2 separate regions of the Mus musculus genome follow, and region 1 is linked to region 2. Evidence: chromatin contacts called from public HiChIP or PLAC-seq data. All regions are on one chromosome and are shown on one strand. The core of a region is the stretch at or near the end of the contact, and the rest is flanking DNA. Distances in the headings are between cores, read along the strand shown. Region 1 holds the start of Camk2n2 (calcium/calmodulin-dependent protein kinase II inhibitor 2). Region 2 overlaps Abcc5 (ATP-binding cassette, sub-family C (CFTR/MRP), member 5).

Region 1 (3,166 bases), core at 24-2,523, 260 kb after region 2:
CGCCTGGCAGCGGCGGTAGCAACACTGACCCCGTGGCGGCGTGGCCCTGCAGCCCCCGCCCGTAGGCACCTCGGCCCCGGGCGGGGGTGCGCCGGCAGCCGCATCGCCGGCCCGTGCTCCTGGCCGCTGCGGGGCTGGGCCCGGAGCCCGCCGCCAGAGCCGGCGCGTCTACACTCCGGACGGAGGCTTCTCCCCCATCCCCTTCAGCACGTCGTCTATCCGGTCATCCTCGATCACCACTGCGCAGGGAGAAAGCGCATCAGCCGCGCGGTCTCGGGGGGCGGCGGCGACAGTGGGGCCGGTGTCCTCAAGCCCCGCGCAGATCTACTCTACTGCCTGTGTTTCCGCGACACGGCTCAAAACCCTATGCCCTCCCTACCCGAACTCTCCCGCGGACCCTACCTGCTACCAAGCCTGGCACCCAAACCTCCCTATGTGGGAACACCCCTCTTCCGAAGACTCCCAATGCGAACCCTCCCGTCACCTGAGCCTTCCTCCATCTAAGCCGACCAGAAACCTCTGCCTTCGACACAACCCCCTCCTCGAACTGAGCTCAGATGAAACTGTCACCTGGTGTAACCCTTTCCTCTACCTGAATCCCTGTTTTGATAGTGCCTTCCTGAGTCCCCTCCCAATACAAACAATCAAGACGACCGAACCCCTGGCCTCGGTGCCCTCCAGTAACATCCACCTACTCATCTCAGCCCAAGGAATTGGCCCACCACCTTGTGTTCCCAGTGCCAAGCAGCCCCAAATACCCTAAGCGGCCCCTCCCCCTTGACCAGGAGCCGGGGCTCTTTTTCCAGAAGTGGAGAGCTTCGAATCCGGGACACAGTATTCCCGGGAGAGGGAAAGAATGGGACAACTCCACAGCAGGGACCCTCCCCACCCCGGGCGGGTACGCAGCTGGCTGCGCTGGTCTGCGGCAAGAGCAGCTGCCACTTGACGGGGAACGGCAGCCTGGGGACGCCAGGCGAAGGGTTTCTGGGTCAGGCGGCGACTCCGGGCCCGGGCCGCGTACCTCTCTTGGCTCGGCCGATCTGGCCCAGCTTGGGGGGCCGCTTGGCCTGGTTGCCAGCGAAGAAGGAGTTGGTGTCCTGCAGGCGGCAGCTGAAAGAGAGGTCGGAACCTTCGGGGTCTGCGCCGAAGCGGCCCATCTTGTCCTCACCGTAGGGTAGGATCTCGGACATGGCGGGCACCGGGCGGGCTAGGGACTGCGGCGGGGCACGGGCAGAGGCTAGCTGCCGGACCGGCCCTAGCTCAGCAGGGGAGCCGGCGGAAGGATGAAGTCATACAGCATCCGGGACTGCGGAGCCGAGCGGGGCCTCCTCCCCCGCGCCTCCGCCTCCCGGGCCGCTGGGCAGGCGGCGGCGGCAGCGGCGGGGACCGGGCGGGGGCGGGGCGGGGGCGGCGGCGGCGGCGAGAGCGGAATGACGATGAGCGCCCGACTGCGGCAGAGAACGGCGGGCGGGGCGCGGTGGAGGCGGGGCGGGAACCGGCCAGCGGAAAGAGGCGGGGCCCAGCGGTTCGAGGGAGTCCGGTGATCCCTGGAGTGGAACGCGCGGCCGTGGGAGGTTCCCGCGAGGTGGCCGGGAATGGCCGCCACGTGGGCCCGGGGGAACCGCAGCGGCCGGTGCAGGCGACAGCTAGGCGGGAGCGGCTAGCCGAGTGCTTAGGGGAGAAGGGGAGTGACGGCACCCGCGGTTAGGGGAGAGCAACAGAGAACTGAGCGCCAAAAGCTGGGGGCGCGGCGGGGCCCCAGAAGGCGACGGCCAGGCTGGCTGTGAACACAGCCCTGGGCTCTGAAACGCGACCGGGAAAGGGCCAACTACGCGTAGAGAGAGGGGAAGGAACCATCCGACTGGAGCGCGGGAAGAGCTCGGGCCTGGGGGTGGTGCCACCGTGCTTGGCGCGTTCCTGTATCCTGGTTGCGCGTAGGTCTCCATCAGTTGGCCAATTTGTATTCGACTGTCTGAGCATCTGTCAGTCTACCTCTGTGTATCTGATCTTGGTCTCTGTGTGCTAGTTTTGAATTTCTGTATCTGTCTGCATACCTGGTCCCTGTATGAGTACCACTGGGTCTGTCCCCCGAGACTGCGTTGCGGCCTTTCAGGGGAAGGATCTTAAACACTGCAACCGCAGCGCGCGCCAGAATAGACTCCCCACAAACCCTAGGACCGCTGTTGGCGCCAAAATCCAGACTCAAAGCGCCAGTCGCTCCACGCGGTTCCCTCAGCCTGGGAGGCTTGCTCTAGCTGGCAGTGTGGGAGAAATGAATGGCAGCGTCGCGGCGGGCGCCCTGGATGCGGATGACGCAGGGAAGCCCGGAGTGCCTGAGCAAGAGGCGCGCGCTAATAAGCATCAGCAGGGACAGGGTGTCCCCCGCCCTTGTTGCTGGGGCCTGGGGTAGAGTTCTCTCCCTCCCCTGAAAAGAACACGCACACTTCCTTTCACCTCTTGCGCCCCCCGCCCCCCCACAAACCCCGCCCCTGCCCTGCTAGCAGTCAGCTGCAGCGTCACCCGCTCTCTGGCGCGAGAGGGCTCTGGCGCAATCACTGGCCTTGGGAGGGAGGGTGTGTCTCACATTCACTCACAGTGACGGGCTGGTAAAGACAATAATGACGCTATTGCTTTTGCCCATGCTCCAAGCAAGACACCTTCCCTTTAGTCCCGCCAAATCACGCTAGTGAGATTGCTGGGTTGCTGATTTTTCTCCCTTCGGGTGTTTAATGCAAAGGTCTCTGCTGTCAGGACTCTGAACAGGGCCTGTGGGATAGGGAAGAGGAGTGATTGAGATTACCTCTGGGGTGTAGCCTAACAGGGGTTCCTTCTAACACTCCTGTACGCCATCTTTTTGGCTGGGAGGAATGGTCCCCAACTGAGCCCTGGGGTGAGAAAGACTGACCCTGACATCTGAAAGGAAGGACAGAATAACTCTGGGTGATCAGATTGTCCAAAACACCTCCTTCCCCTGGAAGTTGCACAGCTATGACTTTCAATCCAGAATCTGCCATTTTCTGAATGACCTTGAATTGAAGGCCCAATAATCGTGTTTTTAAAAATCATTTGTGTTGGTCCTGGTGGAGTTGGCCATTCATCTCTGTGATCAGTCAGGCTGATCTCTGTGAGTCTGAGGCCAGCTGCATCTACACAGTAAGTTCAGGGC
Region 2 (3,148 bases), core at 278-2,777:
GCCCGTTCCCTGAGGATGCAGCTACAAAATACTTCCTTCCAAACCTAAGGCTGGGGAACATTGTAGAAGAGGGGCAGGGAGGCTGTAGCAGCCAGAGGACCAGAAACTTGGCTGTGAGATTGTGTCTCCTAGTAATTTCAGAAGCAACCCCCATAAGGTCTCAGTAACATGGCTCCCCAAACATGAGCTGAACAAGGAGGACACCAGTGCACAGGCCAAACTCCACAGGAAAGGCACTGAAAGCCTCAGGCCTGCACGAAGCACTACGGCAGCTGAAAAAGCTGGAAGTGGGGGAGGAGGCCCTCCCAGGGAAGAGCACGCAGCTGGTACTCTTCCCGTACTGCCAGCCAGTCAGGCAGCCCTGAAAACATACATACATACATACATACATACATACATACATACATACAAGCGACACTGTATGAACTCAACTAGACCAGATTAAGAATGAAAATGACGTATGGTTTATACTTCAGAGACAGGGCCCAAGAGAGAGCCCTGAGCTGGAACTTACCTGGGTGCCTCTTCCCTGACAATACAGCTACATACATAACGCAAAGCTGTATTTGGGGAAAAAATATATACGCATGCAATTACAATTGATGGAGAAAGGGACCGTGAACTTGAGAGAGAGTGGGGAGGGGCATAAAGGGAGTAGGGGGGGTGGACGGAAGAGAGGGAGGCAGAAATACTGTAACTAAAACACAATCTCAAATAAAAGTAAAAAAAAAAAATTAAGTATAGAAAATGGTGTATGGTTTTAATGAGTATAAGGAAAATGTTATGTAGTCTCCCATAAGCCTGAAGCAGGCTATCTAGAACCTGACCTTGCTGCCACTAAGGAGATTATGTAGGGTGGAGCCTTCCTGCCTAGATCACCCTATTGTTCTGCCACTGCCACTGTTCTTCTTCAAGATACTGCTACCTGATGAGAGGCCCCCCAGAGCTATTCTAGAGATTACACCCGCTCCAAGGATGAATTGGCGGGAATGGACTTTCCCCCCTCTTTTATAAAGCATGTCCGCCATTAAAAATTTGAACCTTGAGCAGACTAGCATGTCTTGGTTTCATTATTTCTCAACCAGCCTAGGTTCCCTCTTCTCTTCCAGATTCCAAGATGCCTTCCAGGCTCGAAACCGGACATGTGAGCCTCTGGCCCGCCCCAACAATGTTACATTAGCTTAACTGAAAAACAAGGTTTCTGAGTGTGACACGTTTAACTCTAGAAAGCAGCCAGTTCTTCAGGAACTCTTAAGGTTGAGACTGCTGAGCCTCAGAAGTGGGGATGAGACAGGTAGAGAAAGTGAGGCTCCTCACCCACATTCAGGACAGAAAGAACAAAAGAACTCCAAAAGGAGCCAGAAAGGCCTGCAGCATCCTGACCTTGATATAGTGGTTGATCCTCTCCACGGAAGTGAACCGTGCTTCTGTCTCCGATGCCAGTCTGACGGTGAACTGGAATAGTCCAGTTAACTGAAAGTAAGAGACAGGAGCGAAGAGAGAAGCCGTGTCAGTACAGGGCGAGCAGGCAGAGGGCGCTTCCTAAACCTGCAGCCGCCACACAGATCCAACCAGCGCCCACACATGCAGCATGAAGTCTCCAGCCTCAGTGGTTGTCTTGCACTTAACACCACACCCAATACCCTCATAGAACACAGCACCGAGTCACACTGGTGCACCATGCTTTTGTGCTCTTGGTTTCCAGTAACACATGTCTTAAGCTGTGTAACCGCTGAACCACCCTCAGCCTGTTACTGGCAACCAGAACACACGGACAGTCCAACCTGTAAGCAAGTAGGGAAAACACTTCCAGGAAGTGCTGTAAGAGACAGCACAGCCCTGTGCACCTTAGAAGACTGTGTGGCACACAGCCAGCTGGTGAGTCTAGACAGAAGCCTGGGCATGCACAAAGACACCCTCTTTGGAGTTCATTTGCCTTATTTTTATCTTTGCAATATGTTTAAAAACAAACAAAACAGCCAAAAATCACATAACAGGCCGGGTGGTGGTGGCTTACGCCTTTAATCCCAGCACTTGGGAGGCAGAGGCAGGTGGACTTCTAAGTTTGAGGCTAGCCTGGTCTACAGAGTGAATTCCAGGACAGCTAGAGCTACACAGAGAAACCCTGTCTCAAAGAAAAAAAATATCACACAACAGTATGATAGTATAATAACTCCTGGGAGCCAGAATGTTCCCTGAATACATAATCCATTTATAGTCAATGCTGCTTCACGTACATTCCCAACGGTTCCACTCCATTCTGTGGAGCAGAACCCTAACACTACCATGATATAGTTAAGTATTTCAGCTCATGCCTCTCTAAAATATAATACAGCTCCAATAACACTTTTAAAATTTGATAGAAGCCGGGCGTGGTGCCGCACGCCTTTAATCCCAGCACTCGGGAGGCAGAGGCAGGCGGATTTCTGAGTTCGAGGCCAGCCTGGTCTGCAAAGTGAGTTCCAGGACAGCCAGGGCTACACAGAGAAACCCTGTCTCCAACCCCCCTCACTCCCAAAAAATTGATAGAAATTACTTGTGTGGACTGATGTCAAACACCTTTAAATAGTCAGTGGTCAAATTCACAGACTCGTTTGGAGCTATTTGAGGTCCTTCAATCATCCCTCGGGATGAGCGGCTTCTGCTTATTTATCACATTGGGAGAAAAAGGATTCTAAACAGAAAGCACAGTGAGCAGCAAATGGAAGCTGGTACACTACTCAGGAAAGTATGAAGGTCCCAGCGATGAAACGGCGGTGAGCACACCTACAGGCACACTTTCATGTGTTTCCTTAGAGGATAATGTGTATTTCTTTTCTTTCCTTTTTCTGAGACAGGGTCCTACTTGGCTGTCCTGGAACTTGCTATGTATGCAAGTCTGGTCTCAAATCATCGGGATCCCATTGTCTCTGCCTCCCAACTACTGGTATTGAATATTTCTGTGCTAGGCATGGTGGCATACAGCTTTAATCCCAACACTCAGAAGGCTGAGGCAGGCAGATTTATTTCTGAGTTCAAGGCTAGGTTGGTCTACATTAGTGAGTTCTAGGAGAGCCAAGGTTAAAAAGTGAGACTCTTAAAACGAACAAACACATGTATTTAATACACATAGCAGATTATTTTAATTCTAATTCTCCTCCCCAACCCT

The links. HiChIP or PLAC-seq counts read pairs in DNA pulled down with a chosen protein or histone mark.
Region 1: an H3K27ac HiChIP or PLAC-seq map of embryonic stem cells shows a contact between it and region 2, with 7 read pairs. The contact joins the promoter of Camk2n2 here to the enhancer-like site in region 2. A contact is called at or near these places in 4 of 39 promoter capture datasets (the 3T3-L1 cell line, liver, macrophages and 1 more), 2 of 484 Hi-C or Micro-C datasets (the HPC-7 cell line and embryonic stem cells), 3 of 115 datasets of contacts at active chromatin or transcription factors (embryonic stem cells and pancreatic cancer cells) and 2 of 9 other capture datasets (adipose tissue and liver).

What each region holds. Positions count from the first base shown.
Region 1 is chr16:20,620,005-20,623,170 of GRCm38.p6, forward strand. It overlaps Camk2n2 (calcium/calmodulin-dependent protein kinase II inhibitor 2), which reads right to left and starts at 1,274. Exons shown (of 2, transcript NM_028420.2): 1 at 1,022-1,274; 2 at 1-239. The coding sequence starts at 1,190. The coding sequence ends at 169. All of the region lies in intron 2 of Eef1akmt4-ece2 (Eef1akmt4-Ece2 readthrough), which reads left to right.
Region 2 is chr16:20,360,799-20,363,946 of GRCm38.p6, forward strand. It overlaps Abcc5 (ATP-binding cassette, sub-family C (CFTR/MRP), member 5), which reads right to left. Exons shown (of 30, transcript NM_013790.2): 24 at 1,384-1,473. Among named protein-coding and RNA genes, the nearest start is that of Cyp2ab1, 37 kb to the left of the region's middle. Within about 2 kb of position 1,528, at least 23 of the 459 cell types and tissues checked have an H3K27ac peak or open chromatin away from gene starts, as enhancers often do. A contact at or near this core is called in embryonic stem cells, where this site is marked.